5 separate regions of the Mus musculus genome follow, and regions 1, 3, 4 and 5 are each linked to region 2. A link is a contact called in public HiChIP or PLAC-seq and promoter capture Hi-C data. All regions are on one chromosome and are shown on one strand. The core of a region is the stretch at or near the end of the contact, and the rest is flanking DNA. Distances in the headings are between cores, read along the strand shown. Region 1 holds the start of 5830468F06Rik (a long non-coding RNA gene). Region 2 holds the start of Tmco3 (transmembrane and coiled-coil domains 3). Region 3 holds the start of Naxd (NAD(P)HX dehydratase). Region 4 holds the start of Ing1 (inhibitor of growth family, member 1). Region 5 overlaps Arhgef7 (Rho guanine nucleotide exchange factor (GEF7)).

Region 1 (2,700 bases), core at 170-2,669, 1.7 Mb after region 2:
TCTGAAATAACTCAGTGTCATGAGTTAGCTCACATGGGCTTGGTAACTAAGGACTAGGAATGCCAGCTGCCTCAGCTGTCCTCGCCAAGGCCACCCGCAGACTGGGCAGGGACAGTTGCGGAGCACTGCTGGGCTTTGTCCGATCCTTTGAGACCATGCACCTAATACCTCTGAGCACAGGACGTTTCCTGTCTGAAGACTGTGGTAGCTAGCTGTTCTGCTAGTCCCCTGCGAGCTTGTGTTGGTGGCCACGGCTGTGGGAGCATACCTGATGGGTGCTGGTGGTATGCAGCGCCCAGACCTCAGATGCCTGCAAACCAGATAAAGCAGGTTTGGGACCAGGCCCAGTCTAGTGTTCTCTCTCTCTCTCTCTCTCTCTCTCTCTCTCTCTCTCTCTCTCTCTCTCTCTCTCTCTTTCCATTTCTTAGATCATTTTACTTGCATGTTACACACACACATACACACACACACACACACCCCAACCAGGGAAAGTTTCCCCTTAGTCCCAGCTTAAAGCCTACTGGGGAAAAATGCTTTCTTTGGTGCCGCCCTAAGCCTACCATCAAGTCTCTCATGACCTCAAGGTCTACGCTGAGCTTGCCATAACGTGGTAGCAAACATAGTTCTGTGACTAGCATTCCATCGGGGCCAAAGGGACAATAAAAGGTCAGAATGTACTAGACTCAGTGCTTCTATTCTAGAGCTGAGATAACCAGTCGGGATGTCAACTTCCTGGAGTCCCAGCTCACAAGGGACAAGTGTGCAAGGCTTGTGCAACAGCAGCAGGGGCACCTTAGACACACTCAGGCTGCACCGTGTCAGCCAGCTCTAGCTCGTGAGCCCAGAGGCACCTGTAGATCCTGAGTTGTCTGTCCACAGCGATTTGACTTTGGGCGTGGATGGCTTTAAAGCCATCTCCCCTGTGAAAAGTGCTCTCTCAGCATCACACTTTCTCAGAGAATGCTGACATCCTTGGAGTTCAGCTGCACCCGTGAGCTTCTGAGAACTCCAACCTTGGCACTGGCCAGTGAGTCAGAGAGCTGGAGAAGAGCCCCTACCCCAATCACCAGCCTCCTTGCTTGTACAGTGGGAGTTGAGATTCCTGTTTCTTGGGTTTGGGGTGTTTGGCATTGTCCCTGCATACAGTTCTCTTCATATCAGTTGTTCTGCATGTCAGTGGCTCTTCAGTGACTGTGGCCAGGCAGGGGGATAAAAGGGGAGTGGAGAAACCTATGAGAGCTCAGATGGTGGCGTTAGAACAGTTAGGGATGAGCGTTTGGGAGAGGAATTTAAATATTGTGCTTTAAAAACAAACAAACAAACAAACAAACAAAAAACCAAAAAAAAAAAAAAAAAAACTTCACAAAGCTACGACCAAGCTTCACTGTCCTAGTTTTGATACATCTGAGACTTTCAAGATACGGCTTTTATGCTCTAAAATCTGCAAATGGTATCATTACAAAAAAGCAAAGAGGTTTATTTCTTTGAATATGGAAACACGTTGGGTGTGATAGCATACACCTGTAAATCCCAGCACTAGGGAAGCAAGAAGGTCTCTAGCTTGAGGCCAGGCATGGCTGAGTGGTAGGGTAAAGTTCAGCATGGGCTGTAGAGTACAATTCTGTCTCAGGGGAGGAAAAAAAAAAAGGAGGGTTCAGTGTAGTTATTATCCACAAGAGGCTGAGGTCTGCTTCACCAGCAAACAGTACGGTCACCAACTCTGTGAGAGGCCTGTCATCTCTCACATACATCATAGGGTATGTTGTGCGTTGTATGCTTCGGGACATTTTTATATGGGTGCTTTATGATCTATTTTTTCATATCCCTCGTTAATGAAAGGTCTCAGGTTTCAGGGTCCTGGGGTGGTGGGGGTGGGGGCACTGAATGGCTTGTCCTTTCAAGCAAGAGATTTATTAGCTATTAATGTCGTAGACATACAGTATGGCAGGGCGTATAAAAAGTTCAGACCTGTGTGTCTAACAAGGGGCCCCTCAGAGGTTTCAGAGTGCGTGAGGGTCCTATGCCACGTAGCTGATGAGCAGCTTACAGGACACCCTTGTTGTCGAGTTGACTCCTGATTGCTCTGTCCATCGGAAAGTCAGGATTATAGGTTCAAGGAAAGTCAGAGTGTGGTGCCTGTCATTCGTTGTAGGAACTGTGAGGAAAAACAGGGGATGATGGTGATGGGCTGCTGGATCTGAACGTGGCCTCTGTAACTCTACCCACACACAACAGTTAACATGAACTCAGCTCCTTGCTGGGGTAGACAGATTACAGTGATCTTCCTCTTTCTGAGTGTCACGTCTTCATGAGTGAGATGAAGATGCATAGCATCAGTACCACGCGAGCGTCAAATAATCCTACATCGGCATCCTCTGGCTGTTGTACCTGAGGCCAGCTGTGGTTGGCCCAGGTACCGTGGAACATGGGCTTTTAAGAATTTTGGCTCACAGGAGAATGGAGGTTGCTAAACAAAGCTGCCTGCCCTGATATAACACACCTCACATCGTTGCATGGAGCACCATCTTGCACTTGTGGACACACACTATCGATCTCAAGAGCTGCTGCAAGGGGGAAGGCTCTGGTGGGTGCTGGTGGGTAGAGGGGAAAATGTGTAGAGAGTGGAAAGATACTGTCCTGCGTCTTCTGGCCCAAGGAGCCAGGTTGCATTTATTGGCTCTTGACTATGGAGCACCAGGT
Region 2 (2,700 bases), core at 81-2,580:
GTCCTTCCACAGACACTTAGCAAAATACCTCCTCTTATGGTCAATTTCAAAGGGCTCATAGGACAAACATTTGCTCAAACAGATTTGCGGCCCACTACAGATTGACTGTGCTTTGCCATGTGCAAGCCTGGAAATGAGGGCATCAAGTCCAAGTGTTCCCAAATCTTGAGCCTCCCAACATTTCCTTCCCCAGTGACGTTCCTGTCCAAGAGCGCAGGTGAGTGGCTTGGCCGCTGAAGTCTGCTAGCAGCTGGTCAGAGGAGTCTTTCTGCAGCTCTTCTCCATTATTTCTTGATTTCTAGGTTCAAACCTTTTAGTTTTCCAGCCTCGTCCTTCTCGGTATTGGTTCCATCCCCTCTTCCCTCCCCAGGGTTCGGTCCTCAGTTCCCCTGTTTCCTCTACGCAAACCAAGCCAAGCCGACATCTCTCCCAGGACAGAGACAAAACTTGTCTTCCTCGGCTCCCATTCGCTTGCATCCTCTCGGAGCAAGGCTACCCCGAGACCCAAGGAATGGGACTGTCAGGCGTCCTCCCGCGGTCCAGGCCTTTGCACGGCTCTACTAGGCAAACCCTCCTCTACCTCCAGGGCGTCCAGTCGGTCCCTCCCCGCCTCCAGGATTCCCAGCCTGATCTCAGGAAGAGAGCGGGCGAGTAGGGGATATCCTCGCCGCGGCGAGAGCTGAGCGGATCGCAAACCATGCTAACCCCGCGGAGCCTTGCGCACCACCTTCCGGGGATCGCGTCCTTCCACCTCTTCCACAAACCTCCCCGGGCTGACGGCTTCAAAGCTCTGCCAGCTCCGCCCCAATCGGCGTCACTGTCCACTCAGAAGCGGGACGGCTCCGCCCAGCAGGCAGGTTGTCACCCGTCGCACAGCCCCGTCCCGCCCTCCGGTCCGGTCAGCACCCAGCTGACCCGGCGCCGCTGCCCTCCCCGGAGATCCAACTGGGCTCCTCACACCCCTCTTCACACCATGCTACTCCAAGTCAACCGCGCCCTCCCTCAACACCACGACGGGCACGCCCGGCCTCTCGGTTCGGTTATCCTAATGCCGCCACAGAGAGGTGACCTCCGCGCCCGGCTCTGGCCCGCACCTGCAGAGCGCAAAGCTAGCCACCTACCATGCTCCCCAAGGCTGCCGAAGCGACTTCAATTTTCTGCGCAAGCGCACGCCGCTCTTCCTCTGCGCAGGCGATTGCCGCGGCGGCTAGCAGCAGGCGCTCTGCGCAGGCGCAGTGTTCGAACGCTCCCTTCAGGTGACTGGGGGGGCTCGCTCCGTCTTCGGCTCTCCGCGTGCAGCGTGGACAGGCGCCCCTCAGCTCCGAGGCACAGCGTTTGGGTCACATCGTAACCTCTCTCGGAGGCTGTTGCTGTTCTGAGGCTCTTAGGCTTACGCACTCTCTGGAAGCTGGCTGGCCGGCCGGCTCCCGGGACTCCAGTTCCCGGCGTGCATCGCGCCGCGCGAAGGACGACGGAGCTGTCCATCGGCAGCCTGCTTAAAGGAGCCGCACCTACTTTCCAGCTGCGCGTCAGAAGCGCCTGAAGTAAGAAGAGGGCGGTGCCGTCCTCGGTGTCCTGGTCCCGAGGCCAGGAAAGAGATGAGGGCAATTCTTTGGCGGCCCTGAGGTTCGCTGCGTCGGGGAACTCTCGATCGGGGACAGTGATGCTGAGGTCGCATGTCCAGAGAGCGGCCTCCTCCATCGGGGTAAGCTCTGCAGCTGCGGGACTTCTGTCCTGAGATGCGCTCCACCGGGGTCCTCATCCGGGTTGCTCAATCCTGGCGACTCCTACCCGGGGCTCCTTCTTGGTTTGTCTCTTCCAAAGGGGATCCTTCCTAGGAGACTGCCTTTGTCTACTTTCCAGGGGGTGGAGGGTCTTTTCCTAGAAGTTCTTTCGGGGTATGGGGGAAGACAACCGTTTCCAAGACTTCACCTAAACTCGGAGGTTCAGCTCCCCGAGCCTCCCGTTTTTTTGTTCTTCCCTGTAATTTTTTGTAGTCTCTCTGTCCCGCCCCGTGAGGCTGCCCGCAGACAGCCTCTTCTTAAAGATAAACCTGGAAAGACGCCCCAAGATTGTCTCTTTCAATAAGGGATGTGGGTGCCCTGCAACACTTGACTTAAGCTTATACAGCCAGGGAGGTTGGCAGAGTCAACAATCAAACCAAGATGGTTTACACATTAATTTCTTAATTTAGGTGGTAAAACCAATCAAGTAAGTTGAAAGTGACAGGGAAGGTCACTCTGGCCCAGTGGGTTTAACCTCTCGTTTATTTATTGTCAGCATCCATCTCATCTTCCTGGGGTGCAATGTAGATTTGCTTACTTACCAGAGAAGTGTTTGCTACTGATGAAAGGGCCTCTTTCTTCATAGATCTTTTTCTCCTCCTTGGCTTCCCTAACTAAAAAAAGAACAAGCAGCTGGCTAGTGAGTAGGCTCTGTGTCTCCTCTCTTTGTGGATTTAAGTTGGCACCTCCTGAACAAATAAAGTAGCTATTTGAACAGCCCTTTGGGCACCACCAAGAAGCCATGGTTCATTGGTTCTAAGTCATATAGGCTGTTTGCTCTGCCTCTGTTTGACTTATCTTCCTTTGGTGCATGGCATCTTATTCCTCTTCTGTATTATATTCTCTATTTCTTTTTCCAAAGTAGTTTCAAGGATTGGCCGGCTACTGAAGTGCTTCATCTTTGGCAGCTACCTGT
Region 3 (2,700 bases), core at 29-2,528, 1.8 Mb before region 2:
CCCTATAAAATTACTGTAACAGTAACACATTTTATCAATAGTGTCACAACAACCCTATAAAATTACTGCAATAGTAACACGGTGTAACAATAGTGTCACAACGTCAAAGGGTCGAATATTCTTTAACGTTAGGTCTAAAGGAAATTCCAGTTCTCCAAACTCCAAAAGGGCAGTTCAAACATCCAGATAAGTTCAACCTGGACTGCAGAATTCCTGGGTGTTAGATAAAAGCTAGCATTCCTCAGGAATTTGTAAAGCTGCTTCCCCTAGGCTTCTGGGCAGAAAGGACAGATACATAAATAGCTACCTGTGGTGTTTCTGAGCATTTCAAAGCTCATGCTGCCCTCCAGGCTCCCTCAGTATCACAAGTTATCTGCTACACGTTTCAAAGTCCATGCTAACCTTCTCACCTCACCGCCTCCCATGCCCACCCCACCCGTTTATTCTCCTTACTGTTCTTGCTGTGTGTTCTCTCTGCTTCTCTCTATATATCCTTCATCTCCTGCTGTTCTCCCCTCTCTGATAGCCCTGGCCATGTCCAGTCTAGTTCTTTCTCTCTCTGCTCTGAACTCTCACAGATGCCTCTGTCTGGTCTCTGTCTCTGTCTCTGTCTCAATCTACAATAAAAACCCTTTGGTTAGCCATACCACAGAGAGGTCAAGACGCCAGTTTATACACTTAGGCCATCGGTTTGTGTCACTTTGTAGAAAACAACCCAGGCGGCTACTGTCCTCAGCCAGGCTTCATACAGGGTACAAGTGGAAGTATCAAAGACAGGTCAAAAGCAGTATCAAAGGCACAAGAGGCATGGGTATGAAAGAACTAAGTCAGGATGCTTTCCGGTTTGGGGGCGTAAGCTGTTGTAACCATGAGGTTGCCTATCTTACTATTGAGACAACAAAGACCTCGAGGAACCGAGGCCAGAAAATGGTTTGAGAGATGCTAAGCCTTAGACCTAGCTGTGGGACGCACCAGGGCCAAAGACATCATCTAGTTGGGCAGCACAGCTATGGACAGGCTGCCAAGGAAGCTGACCTCCAAGGGAATCGTGAACCATCAAGTTCACGAACAAAACGCTATAGAATAAAAAAGAAATAGGTCCCTAAACCGCCAAGGTTCTTCAGTGAGCCGGCTACCACAACGCTTAACCTGGGGCCAGGCCGGATTGGGTGCCTCGCTGGTCAAGCGGAGTAAGCGGAGGGTAATTGATGGACGCTGACCCTGGGGGTGGGATGAACCCGGAGTACGCTTCCGGCGGTGCAGGAAGCTGGGGCCGCCGGGCGGAGCCCAGAAGACCAATGGCGGTGGCCCGGCGTCCGCGCGGGGACACCTGGGAACCCGGAAGTGCGCTGGACCGCCATGGGAGTCCGCTGTGTGGCAATCCGCGCCTGCGGGGGAGGTAAGATCGATCCGGGCGTCCCGCGGATGGCCGTTCACGCCTGTGGGGCTGCGGCGGCCGTGGTGGCGCTGCTTTCCGCCGCGATCGCGCTCCAGTGGTCGCCGCTGTACGCAGGTACCGGCCGGGGTCGCTTCTGCCTGGCGCTTGCGCGTTCAGCGCCGGGAAGCCGGTGGGACCGGCCTGCGTGAGGACTAGGCTCCCCCCGCTCCCCCGAGTTATTGGGGGCCTATGCAGGAGATGCGGGCCGTTTCCTGAGCTGGATCGCGTCCACACACTGGCTCGACTTGCCACACCTATAGAAAGGCTTTTGAATAACCCTTTATTTAGAGACTGTTTTTCTCTTGGTAATTGCCTTTCTTTGTGCGCACTGAGGTTTCATTACTAGATTGACTTGCTAAATGTCTGGCAAAGACCTGGTAGAGTTCTGGGCTTTAGACCTTTCAACTGGCTGTGCTGGGCTGGAGAGATGGCTCAGCGGTTAAGAGCACTGAGGTCCTGAGTTCAATTTTCAGCAACCACAGGGTGGCCCACAACCATCAGTAATGGGGTCCGATGCACTCTTCTGGTGTGTGTCTGAGGACAGACAGCTACAGTGTACTTGTATAAATAAAAATAAATAAATCTAAAAAGAAAAGAAAACGGTGCTTAGAGTGAATCTCACTTAATATAAGGACTGCTGTCGCATGCTCCGGCTTAGACTTCACATTAACTTAAAGCCCTTGGGGCACAGAAGCCATGGTTGTCTTCCTCAGCCATGGTTTCTTTACGCCAACAAAATGCAGACAGGCTCGACCTGCTTTTCCAGACTCTGGATAGTCTTGGCGACAAAGTCAATAGTATTTACATTTTAAGTTCTCTCTTAATACTTCAGGGGATAAATCCACCAGGAGTGGCAGTAAGCCAACTAAAACGTGATCCAGTGTAAAGTGTCGGAAAATCTAGTCGATTCTCCTCCAGCCTTTTACTAACCGAGCTCTCTGTCTTGGTACAAAGTGCCTGACTCGTCAGGGTATCCCAACGGCATCCTATTGTGGAACAGATTCATCGTCAAGGACAGAGAGCAACATACTGTTGAGTGACAGCAAAGCAGGAAAATGCTTGTTAGTCTCAGGTGTTATCTTAGCATTCTCTCCCTGTGGGGTGCAGACTTTTGGTTTGCTGTCTGTTGCTATGTTAATCACCCTGACCAAAAGCAACCTGTGGGGAAAAGGTTTATTTCAACTTGTATTTCCAGGTCGCAGCCATCTTTAAGGGAAGTCAGGCAGGAACTGAAGCAGAGACCATGGTGTAGCTCTGTTTCT
Region 4 (2,700 bases), core at 179-2,678, 1.7 Mb before region 2:
CCTGAACCTGTTCCAAATCCTTTCCAATTACACCCTCTAGTTCTGAAGCGGTGAGTCTTGTTCTGCCGGAGGATGAATGCCTGAGGCTGAAACACGGCAAACTCCAGATGGCTGAAGGCTGCGAGCTGACCCGGCGCAGCAGACACCGCAGGCGAGGCAGAGCGCCATCACCAGCCCTGCGCACCTGAGGCCACAGCAGCGGGTCCACCGCTCTCGCCCAGGCGGCCGAGCAAGATTGAGGACCTGGGACTCAGAGGGGCGAATAGGACAGCCGCACCACAGTCCCAGCCATACAAAGGCGCGAATGTGGCGACCACAGGCCAGGCTCCGCCCCAGGGCGGTGCCTAGGCAGGAAGAGGGCGGGACCGCCGGGGCCCGTCGCCTAGGCAACCCCTCGCTCTGCCCGGGCTTTTCAGAAAGCCCTAAATCCGGCAGCTGTGGGGGAAGGGCGGGATGGGAAGCTGAAGGTTGTGCTCCCCTGCGGGAAGCACACTGCGGTGCCCGCTGCCAACTCAGTGTGACGAGGACATGGGCAGCCTCAGATGCGGCAGGGAGGGGAAGAGCTAGTTAGGATCAGAGAAGAGCTGCTCCCGCCAGCCCGCCCACCGTAGATCTCCGCGCTGAAAAGAGCACCCCTCGGGGGCCCCTTTGTCTCCAGGCCATTCTAAACCCAGCACCGGGAGGCGACACAAAGGGACGATGGGGGCGGAAGGCGCAGGCGCGTGGAGGCGCCGAGGATGCTGGGAGTGGTGGTCCCTTTGCGTGTCGATAGCTGCCCTCCCGCGCGGGTCCGCATCCATCGCCAGGGAGCTGCGCCTGCGCGTCCACTTCCGCCTCGCTCGGCTCCGCCCGCTCGTCCCTCCTGGAAGAGGACAGCTCTCTAGTACTAGGCGTGCGGGGGGCGTTGCCGATCCCACCACACCTCCTTCTCGTCCAGATTGGCCGCAGAGGTAAGAGTCGCAAGGGGATTGGCTGACGCCGTTGCCATTTCTGTTCGGGGGCCCTATTTATACCGCGCTAGGAGGCGGGGGAATGCAGTTAACCCAGCGGAGGGTGGCTCTTCTCAGGTTAGTCGGTTTGAAGGCAGCGATCTGGAGGCTCGTCCGGCCCCGGCGTGTCTCGAGGAGCAGGCTAGCACCCCGCGGTTCCCGGCCGGCGTGCGGCTCCGCCCAGTAGGTCCGCCACCGAGTGTCAAACTCCTAGTAAAGTTTCGCGTCGCCGGTCTCCCCTGCCCAGGCGACCCCGCCGCTGTCCCCTCGGCGACCCTGGCCCCCAGCGACAATGACAGGCCACGCCCCCGCGCGGGCCGGCCTCGCGGCCCGCCGCCCCCCGGCCCGGGACGGTGAGGGGCGTGAATGCGGTGGGGGCGGGGCCGCCTCCGGGAGGAGGGGTGGCGGGGCGCATGCGCGCTGCGCGCGGGGCTGAATGTTTCCCAAGTGTTTGAAACTGGTATTTGGGTTTTCCACGTTGGACAAGTGCGGCGAGGCGGGCGGCGGAGCGCGCCCTTCCCGCAGCCGGCCCCGCTCTCTCCGCTCTCCACGCTGGTGGCGGGTGGGCGGCGGTGGCCGGCCCTCTTTGGGTGTGTGCGCGCTAGTACGCACGGCCCCCCGCGCCGCCCGCCGCCCGGGAGGGGGCCTGCACGGCCGGCGGGGTGTGCGCTTGAGCTTCGGCCGCCGCGGCCCGCGCCTGCAGGCGCCGGGGTCCCCGCGGCCCCGGAGGCGGCGCGGCAGGCGCCAGATGTAGCCGCCGGCCAGCCCGGCCGGAGCGGCGGGGGGGCGCGGAAGGGCGAGAGAGCTTTGCATTTTGCAGTGCTGTTTGAGGGGGGCGGGGGGTGGAGGAAGCGGAAAGCCGCCGAATCGCCGGGGACCTCCGGGGTGAACCATGTTGAGTCCTGCCAACGGGGAGCAGATCCACCTGGTGAACTATGTGGAGGATTACCTGGACTCAATCGAGTCACTGCCTTTCGACCTGCAGAGGAACGTCTCGCTGATGCGGGAGATCGACGCCAAATACCAAGGTACGGCGGGTGATGGATGGGCGGGGGCGGCCGCGTCCATCCCTGGGTCCCGGCGGCGAGGCTGACCGGTCCTGCTGGAGCCGGAGCGCCCGGTAGCGTCCTCGGAGGGCTAGGAACAAAAGGTCTGGAGCGCCTTTGATACGCCGAGGTCCTTGTGTACCGAGCTCCGGGACATGGAGAAGGAAGGAGCGCGAACGGCTGGCTGCAAGGCTGCGCGACCAAAGCGCTCTTTGTAGTGAAGTGATGAGGCGGTGCTGCGGGGGAGGGGGCGCGGGGCTCGGCCGCGTCCTCGGGGAGGGGGTGAAGGCGGCCGCGCGAGGTGGAGTGCTATGCGGGCGCCGCGGCCGTAGGGCGCGGGCACCGGGCTAGAGAGAGGGCTGCGGGCCGTACTCCGGCGGAGCTGAGTGCGGGTCCGGAGAGTCGCCGCCTCCCGCCAGGTTCTGGTTCTAAGTGTTACATAAAGTACTGGGCAGTCCTGACTCGGGGTCGCGCGATCGCCCAGGCCCTGCTCTCCTGGGCCCTCTCTTGGCTCTGGACAGGGCTCCGGGCCGACTGCGAGGGGCGCCGGCGCGGTGTGTCTTGGGGAGGAAGAGGGTGAAAGGGAGGATCGCAGCCGACTAGGTGTACGACTGCGCTGCGATCGGTGGACGCGAGCTGGGCTCTGGCTGGAGAGGAGCGGGGCA
Region 5 (2,700 bases), core at 184-2,683, 1.5 Mb before region 2:
TCAGGCACATTTTGATCAATTATCAAGCATAAAGGGTATCTCTAGGGAAACCAGAAAGGTCTTTAGAAGATTTCTAGTCCTGATTATCTCCTGGTGAAAGCTTGCAAGTTAATATTGTAGAGAACCTTTCGCACCATTCCTGCGACATGACCTGGGCAGAGCAAGTGTCAGGCCACTGTTGCCTTTCTAGAGTACATGCAGAGCCCTCTGCTCGGTGGCCTCGCTAATCAGCAAGCAGCTGTGAACATTCTTACACCGGGATTTTGGTGGCTATGATTTCTCCTGGGCAAACAACAGCTGGGGCCTAGGGTAGAAACAAGTTTAACTGTGGAAGAAACTGCCTGTTTTTCTGGTCCACTCTCCCAAGTCAGGCTCAAGGTTGCGTTTCAGCCTCGCCGACCCTGACATTGTGAACATTCTCCTTCTTCTCCCTCTGCTAGGCGTGCAGTGTTGGCTGGACTTTTAATGTGTTCTCATGTGTGTGTGCGCCCGTGAGTGAGTGGGAATGTATATGAGTGGACCCTGATGGTTGATGATGTTAGTTTTTCATTTGTTCATTGACTATGTGCAAACTGTCTTTAGAGAGGCATGAAGGACTCTCCCATGTTGTTTTGTCTTGTAATAATCCTAGACATGTTGTTTTTCACTACAGTCTCCGGTGCCCTTGACTATGTACATTTTAGAAAACACTATGGACTTCTGAAACCACAGGTGTTTCCCCTCTGCCCTGAGATGGTGTATTGCTGTGTTGCCTGGACTTAAATTTATCAGCTCAAGTGATAGACCTACCCCTCTCTCAAGTAGCTGGAACTGAACTTCTATTCTAAATGGTGTGATCTGCTGTGAACTTGAGGCCCAGTAAATATTGCTGGATTAACTTATTATCCACTTGATCCAACAACTCAGTTAGGCTACTGGCCTTAAACTGGAGATAAGGAAATAGACCTAGAGGGGTCAAGTGACTCCCCTAGTGACATGTTTGTTATAGCGCTAGAGCTCTTCACTCGTAATGTTGACCCCTTAGTTTTCCAAACAGCGATGTTCATTGGAGTTCTAGTTACATGTACCCATGTACCAGACTTCAGAGAGTTATGTGGGCCAGGACGTCTTAAGGTAACCCATGGAAAGAGCCTCAACTAGTGTGTCCACAAAAAGGAGCCTGTAGTCATAAGGACACATAGCCAGTTTGGCTGTCCCTGCTCCTCTTCATAACATTCCTCTCCTACGTCACACAAAAAGGCAGACTGTCACCCATTTCTTGTCTTCCTCAGATGTACTGCAAAAAGATGAAATTCTTTTCTTGTCACTTAAAGGACAATCACAAACATGCTTTATAAAAAAGAAAACAAAAATGAAATGAAACACCCAGGGTGTTAAGACTTCAGTGACCCTAATGGCAGAGACTCTGTGACTCTGGGTTCAGTGACCCCAGTGGCAGGGACTCTGTGACTTTGGGTTCAGTGACCCCAATAGCAGGGACTCTGTGACTCTGGGTTTTCTAATTCCTTGCTTTCATAGACATTATAGGAGGCTCTAGTGAAGCTATTAACATTTAAAATCTCTGAATGGGTAATAGGCCACATCTGGAGTTTGGCTTTTGTCACTCATTAGGTGTCAAAGAATAAGTCCCATTACAAAGCTCCCATTCCCACATGCTCGTCTTTATGGATGGCCACTCAGCACACACATGGAGAGAACAGTCAGGAAGAGTTGGTGGTGGACAACACTTCATTCTAGCAAAGTGGTAAAATCCACAGATGAAAACCAATCTGGGTCTGCCACCAAGTCTGAGACCTGAGTTTGATTCCTGGGACCCACATGGGTGAGAGAAGAGAACTGACTGCTACACTTTTCCTTTGGACTCCACACACACCATGGCACGCATGCCCCACACAGGTATGTGTAATTTAAAAACCACATTTCTCACTAATATGTAAATCCTCAAGGTGTTTTGCTTTTTATAGTTAACAATTATCAAAATCAATGTATGCTGCTTCCATTATTTTATATACTCATCATACAAGAAAAGAAAATAACAATTAGCCTGTGGTTTCATAATCAAATGTAGAGATGAAGAGATGAGTCTAATTATTTGTAGTGTTTACCTTCTCTGAAGTTATCTCGAATGCTGAACTGCAACATTGTCCTTGGGGGAAATACAGGGCTAGGAAACCAAAAGACCCTGGTCATATTTTTATTTTGCATGTACTTGTAGATGTGAGCATGTGTGCACATGGCTGGTCACAAAATTCTGCCAACGAGTGAATACATGACCTTATTTTATGGGCATTTTTGGAGAATGTATGCTATAAATGTTATGTATTTACTTACAATAAGCCATCATCTCAAGTACAGTACTGTGTAATCTACCATGGCTGTAGTGGTTTATCACATATGCACATATACAGAATGTTCATAATCAGACAGTAATTGCAGCCCACACACACATACTGGGCGCTGTATATAGTAGGAATGCAAAAAAAAGTCTTAAGAAAAGTACTCTGCAAAGGTCACATGGTTGGCTTCATGAAAATGTTAAAATTGCCCCGTAGGGGGCGCTAGCTGCAAGTTGAATGTACTTTGAACTCTGACCTTGGGGAGACTGGAATTAGTTCGGTAGAAGGGGAAGATGTGGGTAAAGATGGCTGTCCCTTAGAAGACTGGCTTTTTTTTTTTTTTTTTTTTTTTTTTTTTAAATAG

Evidence for each region. Promoter capture Hi-C pulls out the DNA fragments that hold promoters and counts their contacts. HiChIP or PLAC-seq counts read pairs in DNA pulled down with a chosen protein or histone mark.
Region 1: a promoter capture Hi-C map of stem cell-derived epiblast-like cells shows a contact between it and region 2, with 2.1 times the contacts expected there. The contact joins the promoter of 5830468F06Rik here to the promoter of Tmco3 in region 2. A contact is called at or near these places in 4 of 39 promoter capture datasets (the 3T3-L1 cell line, hippocampal neurons, pre-B cells and 1 more).
Region 3: a contact with region 2 is called in a promoter capture Hi-C map of liver, with 8 times the contacts expected there. The contact joins the promoter of Naxd here to the promoter of Tmco3 in region 2. A contact is called at or near these places in 6 of 39 promoter capture datasets (the 3T3-L1 cell line, the SN4741 cell line, erythroid cells and 2 more), 1 of 484 Hi-C or Micro-C datasets (CD4 T cells), 1 of 115 datasets of contacts at active chromatin or transcription factors (microglia) and 2 of 9 other capture datasets (adipose tissue and liver).
Region 4: an H3K27ac HiChIP or PLAC-seq map of thymic regulatory T cells shows a contact between it and region 2, with 9 times the contacts expected there. The contact joins the promoter of Ing1 here to the promoter of Tmco3 in region 2. A contact is called at or near these places in 6 of 39 promoter capture datasets (embryonic stem cells, erythroid cells, liver and 2 more), 8 of 484 Hi-C or Micro-C datasets (B cells, CD4 T cells, CD8 T cells and 4 more), 6 of 115 datasets of contacts at active chromatin or transcription factors (Th17 cells, astrocytes, pancreatic cancer cells and 3 more) and 2 of 9 other capture datasets (adipose tissue and liver).
Region 5: a promoter capture Hi-C map of liver shows a contact between it and region 2, with 6 times the contacts expected there. The contact joins the enhancer-like site here to the promoter of Tmco3 in region 2. A contact is called at or near these places in 7 of 39 promoter capture datasets (the 3T3-L1 cell line, the C10 cell line, hematopoietic stem and progenitor cells and 3 more), 1 of 115 datasets of contacts at active chromatin or transcription factors (astrocytes) and 1 of 9 other capture datasets (embryonic stem cells).

What each region holds. Positions count from the first base shown.
Region 1 is chr8:15,020,178-15,022,877 of GRCm38.p6, forward strand. It overlaps 5830468F06Rik (a long non-coding RNA gene), which reads right to left and starts at 1,420. Exons shown (of 2, transcript XR_003947516.1): 1 at 1-1,420. The region is part of intron 1 of Kbtbd11 (kelch repeat and BTB (POZ) domain containing 11); the gene reads left to right.
Region 2 is chr8:13,286,683-13,289,382 of GRCm38.p6, forward strand. It overlaps Tmco3 (transmembrane and coiled-coil domains 3), which reads left to right and starts at 1,331. Exons shown (of 13, transcript NM_172282.2): 1 at 1,331-1,705. It overlaps Dcun1d2 (DCN1, defective in cullin neddylation 1, domain containing 2 (S. cerevisiae)), which reads right to left and starts at 1,444. Exons shown (of 7, transcript NM_001024504.2): 1 at 1,122-1,444. The coding sequence starts at 1,124.
Region 3 is chr8:11,496,228-11,498,927 of GRCm38.p6, forward strand. Naxd (NAD(P)HX dehydratase) reads left to right here and starts at 1,279. Exons shown (of 10, transcript NM_001190357.1): 1 at 1,279-1,399. The coding sequence starts at 1,360.
Region 4 is chr8:11,555,029-11,557,728 of GRCm38.p6, forward strand. Ing1 (inhibitor of growth family, member 1) reads left to right here and starts at 1,429. Exons shown (of 2, transcript NM_011919.5): 1 at 1,429-2,017. The coding sequence starts at 1,882.
Region 5 is chr8:11,753,493-11,756,192 of GRCm38.p6, forward strand. The region is part of intron 1 of Arhgef7 (Rho guanine nucleotide exchange factor (GEF7)); the gene reads left to right. Among named protein-coding and RNA genes, the nearest start is that of Arhgef7, 27 kb to the left of the region's middle. Within about 2 kb of position 1,434, at least 7 of the 459 cell types and tissues checked have an H3K27ac peak or open chromatin away from gene starts, as enhancers often do. A contact at or near this core is called in liver, where this site is marked.